Regions from separate parts of the Danio rerio genome. Here region 1 is linked to region 2. Evidence: chromatin contacts called from public Hi-C data. All regions are on one chromosome and are shown on one strand. Each heading gives the region's core, a stretch centred on a gene start, on an enhancer-like site or on the middle of the called end of the contact. The rest is flanking DNA. Distances are from core to core; before and after follow the strand shown. Region 1 overlaps ccdc102a (coiled-coil domain containing 102A). Region 2 holds the start of adgrg1 (adhesion G protein-coupled receptor G1).

Region 1 (3,783 bases), core at 163-2,662, 88 kb after region 2:
GTCTACCGTTAATACTTAATTGTCTTTATTCCATATAGTGTGAAGCAGATTGGGTAGTTCTTGTTACATGAATCGCAGTGTGCTTGGACCATTCGGAAAAGTTCAGATGTTTTTTAACTAGTAGTACCTGGAAAAAGTTTGTGCATCACACTATGTGCATGTCGCTGCTTCTCCATGGGAAATGACATATTGACACAAGCTAATTGGCATTCCTTCCAAGGCGCTCGCTCAGCAGACACATTTAAAAAAAAAAATGTAGCCTTTATACCGAAACTTTATACCAAACTTCTTTTTTTATCATTATTGACAATGCTGTTCAGTCAATAAATACAGATATCGATTTTATTGCCCTACCTGAAAATACTAGCCTTGAGTAACTGATAAACTGAATAATGGGTAATCCTGGTTGACATTTCACAGTGCTCACAATTTACTAACAAACTTGTTCATAAAATGTAAAGAGCTAAGGATGATAGGAAAGATTATGTCTGTAAGCAACCTGAAGTTAAAGATAATGTAACACCTGGAGTTGGTGATGATCATGTGGTGACTGTGGGTTCAAAAGCAGTTTTTGCCGAGAGTGACTGACATCTTAATCTAGCTACTGCTTTAATTTCTGCCTGTCAGCACGAGGAGTTGCTGTTGTTTGTCTGCACTCTGTTACTTAATATGTGTTGCTCTCCTTCAGTCACTTTTAAACTCTATCCTTCACACAAGAGCACATTTTCTTTTTAAGAGCTCCACCATATAAACGTTTCCTAGCAGACATTTACAAATTGATCAACCATCAAACAGACCTTATTTTTGCTTCAAAGGTTTAATATGGTTGATGGATGTACTAGACTGACTGTGGCATTGCAAGTTGAATCAATTTTTACCCCCAAAATATTATTTGGGAACATTTTTAAAGATCACACTATATGTACTTGAGGTACAGTGGGATCTTTGTTTGGATTGTGATTAAAATGCATTGCTTTTTGTTTTTAAATGCTACTCACATTTCCTAGAATAGGTTTCTTGTGTATTGCATAAAGGGTCTGTGCTTGTCCATTCGCTTGTAAATATCTGCAGTTGTTCAGTTTTTCTGCCTTGTATGTAAGGAAGAGTGCATCAAGAAAAGGTTTGAGAACCTCTGGCTTGCATGACTATTACAGAAGAATTCATTTGATCTTAGGTTGCAGCTAAGGAAAAATAATTGCATTGACACATGGAATGCTCTGTTTATGTTTATCTCAAAAGATTTCTTTTTTGAACATTGTGAATAATCCATAAGGATGGTATACTTTTTTCATTTTTATATTATTCAAAAAAACAAACCTGAAAGATATAAACCAATTCTGTCACTTTCCAGCAAGGCTTTGAACCCAACTGTTCTTTCTTCAAGCTGTCAGCAGTATAGCAGCGGTTCCAGTTACACATTTCTCCTCTTTCCTCACCTCTTTCTCTTCTCTTCACGCTGCTCATGTTTCTGCTGGAGATGCTACTCGGATTGCATCATTAGGGTTAATCAGAATCTCCTGTGAAGAAAGCCTCTGGAGATAATTACATTTCTTCTTATTGTCTCGTTTTCTGTTGCTTTCTCTTACTGATCCACATTCTTGCGAGAGCTGATTGGCATGACAACTGCTTTGCCTCCAACATATAAGCCATAGCTTACAAAAGAGACATCCATTGACATCTAGACTAAACCATGTAGCCTGTGCTGAAATGTTGATCCAGAATGCTGATTTATTGTCCCACTGACCCACTGTGGCAGCGGTTGCTGTTCTTTGCCACCCAAACCGTTGTGCACCGTTGTGCAAATATTGATGCTTTTTTTCCCCTTTTCCCCCAAGCTGAGCTAATAAAAGAGGGCTTTTGTATGAGTAGTGTTTTATGAGAATCTTATGCCTATGTTTCTTGTCCCACTTTATGCACGAGTCGGCAGTTCCCAAAGCCACAAACCCCACCCATAAACCTTCATCTGGGTTTGAAGAGTGGCGTTTGATTGTTTGCTTTGAGCAACAGTTTACAGTAGAGCTCTTGTATTGGAAATTATTTTGAAGACCTTGCACCTGAATAAATTCTTTAGGTATAGGCACACATGATCTGTTTTTACATTTTAAGCAATTGAGAAAAAATGGTTGTCTCTGCAAAAGTTATATATTGAACATAATCCTGTTGTGAACATGTCAACTAAGTAAACTTTTTTTTGTTCTCCTTCTTTATTTTACCTCACAAGAATGCTACAAGTATAATATACTGCTTACATCAGGGGTCTCAAACTCAATTTGGTGAGGGGCCATACCCCAGGGACTGACAATTCATATGAGTGCTGTATTAACATTCAAGCACAAGAAAAAAAAAACTGATCTTATTGATGTTCTCAGACATTCGTCCCTAGAGTATATGCAGTCAAAGCTCCTTCTTTTTGTTTCATGTTCTACACAATGAAGGGGTAGTATAAATTGCTTTGAAAATGCTACAATTTAATTATAGTAATAATAATAATAATTACTATTATTTTTATTATGTCCCAATCAATTGTTGCTTAACCAAAAGTTTAACAGATAGTCTTAAGACAGCGAAACCAGATTGGGTTACTTTAGTGACTTTGCTGGCAATTGATCCTATCCATACCTTTTTTTTTATTTATTTTTATTTTTTTTTAACTACAACAAAGAGGGAGAAAGTATGTAGATATTCACATTTACTTTAAGATGTTCTATTCAACCAGTAGTAAAATTTTACTAATGCACATTTTTTATACAATTCTTTAGAATTTGAGGAAAATCTATTAATGAGACCATTTGAATCGAATATTAGCAAAATGATCAAATTAACACCACCAGCATAACGTGTAAGCCACAAAAAAGTGTTTGTACAACAAAGTACAGGTGGTGTAAAACTTATCAAATGACCCTTGAATTTTTACAAAAATAGAGCTTTAGTAAAAATAGAGCACTTACAGACATATATTTTGTATATTTTCATATATAACGTTTAAATCAGCCACAGAAATAATCTGAATTGTACGTTACTCTCGACCACACACTGAGGAAAAACCGAAAGTAACCTAGATATATAGTACACAACTTTAAGTGTCCAGTAGGTGTGGGGTCAAAACCACAAGTGGCTATATGCGACTGCACAACAATGATAGTGATTCACAAACATCTGTTTTGGCGGACCGAATCTCGTTATATTTTGACGTCAGTTGCGGGCCAGAGAGAGAAAGAGAGAGGGCCACAAATGAGACCCCTGGTTTACATGGAAGAAATAACATAGTTCACATGTTTTACCTCAGATGTAATAGTGGTAGATTGTTTGACAATTTGTGTATTTAGTCCTTGCACAGATAATTGTGTAATTTAAATTTGCAATAATATTTATTTTCTTTACAAAGTTCCATTTAGAAGTTTCTGTAGGCTACAACCAAATTCTTTCTTATCAACTAAAATAGAAATCCCTAAAATAAACAAAAAAAGCATTGAAATTCTTTAGTAGAATTAAAATATACATAAAAATGAATAATGCAAGAAATGTAGATCAGTGGTGAAGTGTGAAATCTATGCAAACTCATTGTGTTTTTCGAATGTTTTCATAGACTTTCATTTAAGGAACAATATTACATTTTTAGTTGCTCAGAAAAAATGGCTCAGAACAACATTGAATAATAGCAAATCTGGAGTGGACCACTTTATGTTAGTGATTGATTGTCCATGTCTGTGTGTAATAGTACATGTACCTAAATCGTAAAGCATATTTTTTTTCTGTCATGTGATATTTTTCTTGGGCTCAGAC
Region 2 (3,525 bases), core at 162-2,661:
AGCCACTTTCCACACATCTTGAAGTCTCTGTCATTATCTGTTGCTGTTAGATAAACAAATTGTGTTAAAAAATGTATTAATATGCTGTAAATAAATAAATGTGTTAGCTGCAAATAATAATAATAATAAAAAAAACAATGATAATACTTTTTATATACATAGTCACTGGCCACTTTATTAGGTACACCTGCTAATGAATACAAATTTCTAATCAGCCAATCACATGGCAGCAACTCAATGCATTTAGGCATGTAGACATGATCAAGACGATCTGCAGCAGTTTAAACCGAGCATAAGAATGGGGTAGAAAGGTGATTTAAGTGACATGATAGTGGCATGATAGTTGGTGCCGGACGGGCTGGTCTGAGTATTTCAGAAACTGATGATCTACCGGGATTTTCACGTTCAACCATCTGTAGGGTTTACAGAGAATGGTCAGATAAAAAGAAAATATCCAGTGAGCGGCAGTTATGTGGGCACAAATGCCTTGTTGATGCTAGAGGTCAGAGGAGAATGGCCAGACTGGTTCCAGCGGATAGAAAGGCAACAGTAACTCAAATAACCACTTGTTACAATAAAAATAAATAAGTAAATAAAGCGCGAATCATCTCATACTGGTTTCTTGAACATGACAATGAGTTCACTGTACTCAAATGGCCCACACAGTCACCAGATCACAGTCCAATAGAGCACCTTTTGGATGTGGTGGAACGGGAGATTCGCATTATGTATGTGTAGCTGACAAATCTGCAGCAACTGCGTGATGCTATCATGCTATCAATATGGAGCAAAATCTCTGAGGAGTATTTCCAGTGCCTTGTTGAATCAATGCCATGATGGATTAGGGCAGTTCTGAAGGCAAAATGGGGTAACCCATTACTAGTAAGGTGAGGTGTTCCTAATAAAGTGTCAGATGAGTGTAACTGTCCAAACAATCACATTTCAAACAATCAATATCATCATTCACCCAACAATGATGACAATGACAATTTTCCTGTGTACTAAGAAAACACTGTCTGTAAATCAAAACATTTTAACAAATTTGAGTGAGAAGAGTGTCTAGTTTGCCAATACTGCCTGCAATAGAAGTGCAATTTTGACCTAATTGACATGAATAACCTATCAAGCACACATCTATAATATACTGTACACACTGTAAGCTGAGGGAAATGCAATGCCATGGTAGGTTTCTATCTGATAGTAATGATATGCATCGTCATGGCATCTAGATATTGCTGCTCTCTTGTGATTTGAATTGCTTTGTTTATCCTCATTTCTAAATCCATTTAGAAAAATGCGTCCTCTAAATGATTCAATGTAAATGTAATGCTCGTTTACTTACCTTGACCCAAAACGAACAAAAGACAGATGATTATCCACATTCTGGCAGTCTTTGCTGGATTCTGCTTCATTGTAGTTCATAGATGAAGCCTGCGAAGCAAAAGAGAATTTTGTTAAACATTCATTCATTTTCTTTTCGGCCCTTTATTAATCTGGGGTCGCCACAGCAGAATGAACGGCCTTGTTAAAAATAAATGAGTATAAATAAATAACAATGCCTCATGCGCGGGCAACCTTTGAAATAGAAACATAACTTATCAAATATCTTTGCTGCTCCTTCCTCTTACAAACTCATAAAAAATACACATCTGCATTTTCCATACTGATTTCCTTTTTACAAACTCACACTTCTTGAGATAAAGATGCAGGCATCTAAACACATCTATTCCTGGACTCTTATCAATGAGAACAAACTAATGCTAGGGTAAAAATACATTGTGATGCGTACTTGGCAGCAACTGCCATGTCTTATCAATGGGAACAGACTTGCTTTTCTACAAAACCACTATTGTGGTCACATTCAGTCTTTATGTCACAGTCTTTGTTTTGTTTCGTGTAGTAAAGCATGAGTCCTTATGGTCATGACAAAGGGCCTGCCTCAGATGTTCAATACAATGAATCATAGCACATTGCCAGTCCCAATGCGCTAAAACACACAGCAAGTGACAGTGGATGAGTCAGACACTACTTGGCAAGTTTTCTAGCATGAGTCAGCATGGGTCACTGACTGGGCCACAGAACAGAACTAAAAGCCACTTCTGCATATCTGACAGAGTTGAATGATGATGTTTGTTCCTCACTTTACTGACAGACTATGCAGACGACTATTATAAATGCATATTAAAATACACTTACAAGAGGGAAGGAATTCAAGAAGCCCACATCCTCTTAAGTAAACAATTGCCGCGTCTCAATTAGCATACTAGCAGTACTTTTCAAAATTAGAACGAGTGTGCATAAAATCACATGATGTTGAAATATTTTGGGTATTAAATATACAGTTGAGGTCAGAATTATTACCCCCTGTTTATTTTTTTTCTCCTATTTCTGTTTAACAGATTTCACAATCCTAATCATAATAGTTTTAATAACTCATTTCTAATAACTGATTTTTTTTTATTTTTGCCATGATGACAGTAAATAATATTTGACTATGTATTTTTCAAGACATTTCTATACAGCTTAAAGTGAGATTTAAAGGCTCAACTAGGGTAATTAGATTAACTAGGCAGGTTGGGGTAATTAAGTAAGTAACTGTATAACGATGGTTTGTTCTGTAGACTATCGGAAAAAATATATTGCTTAAAGCGGCTAATAATTTTGACCTTAAAATGTTTTTTAAAAAAAGTAATAACTGCTTTTATTCTAGCTGAAATAAAACAAATAAGACTTCAGAAGAAAAAAATATTATCAGACATACTGTGAAAATTTCTTTGCTCTGTTAAAAAAAGAAAATTCAAAGGGGCTAATAATTCTGACTCCAACTGTGTGTGTGTATATATATATATATATATATATATATATATATATATATATATATATATATATATATAGCAGTTAATATTGCTCACAACACATGTTGCGCTAGAGGAGGATTTGATTAAAACTACAAACCCATAAAAATGGTGTAAAAAAACACATATGACAGATGTGTGAAACAAATAGTTTGAGTGATTAATCAATATCTAACCGGATATTTAATCCACAGAAACATTGTGACTATTTATTAAGGTATACGGTTGGTGGTCTTTGATCTTTTAATGCATCTTTATGCAAGAAAACAAGCAGATTTTCTTTTAGTTCCTTTATTAATCTGGGATCACCACAGCGGAATGAATCGCCAACTTATCCAGCATTTTTCGCGCAGCAAATGCCCTTCCAGCTGCAACCCATCACTAGGAAATGTCCAAACACCCCCACTCACACACATACTGTACACTATGGACACTAGCTTATTCAATTCACCTATAGTGCATGTTTTTGGACTTTTGAGGGAAAGTGGCCACATAAAATCAAACAAAGACCCATCTCTCTGTCGATATCTTCAAGTGAAACAGAACATTTATTTTCATGATTGTCATGAAGACACTTAAATATTTGTGTGACTATTTTTTGCCAAATGACAAATTTCTGTTAAAGTGACTTTTAGAGCAGAGCTGGAGATATTCATGTCCTCATATACTG

The links. Hi-C and Micro-C count contacts between places; a contact is called where the count stands out from the background.
Region 1: a Hi-C map of embryo shows a contact between it and region 2, with 1.8 times the contacts expected there. The contact joins the enhancer-like site here to the promoter of adgrg1 in region 2. A contact is called at or near these places in 3 of 18 Hi-C or Micro-C datasets (caudal fin, embryo and hematopoietic stem cells).

What each region holds. Positions count from the first base shown.
Region 1 is chr7:28,808,824-28,812,606 of GRCz12tu, forward strand. The region is part of intron 1 of ccdc102a (coiled-coil domain containing 102A); the gene reads left to right. Among named protein-coding and RNA genes, the nearest start is that of ccdc102a, 45 kb to the left of the region's middle. Within about 2 kb of position 1,413, at least 4 of the 62 cell types and tissues checked have an H3K27ac peak or open chromatin away from gene starts, as enhancers often do.
Region 2 is chr7:28,720,632-28,724,156 of GRCz12tu, forward strand. It overlaps adgrg1 (adhesion G protein-coupled receptor G1), which reads right to left and starts at 1,412. Exons shown (of 13, transcript NM_001020481.1): 1 at 1,343-1,412; 2 at 1-43. The coding sequence starts at 1,412.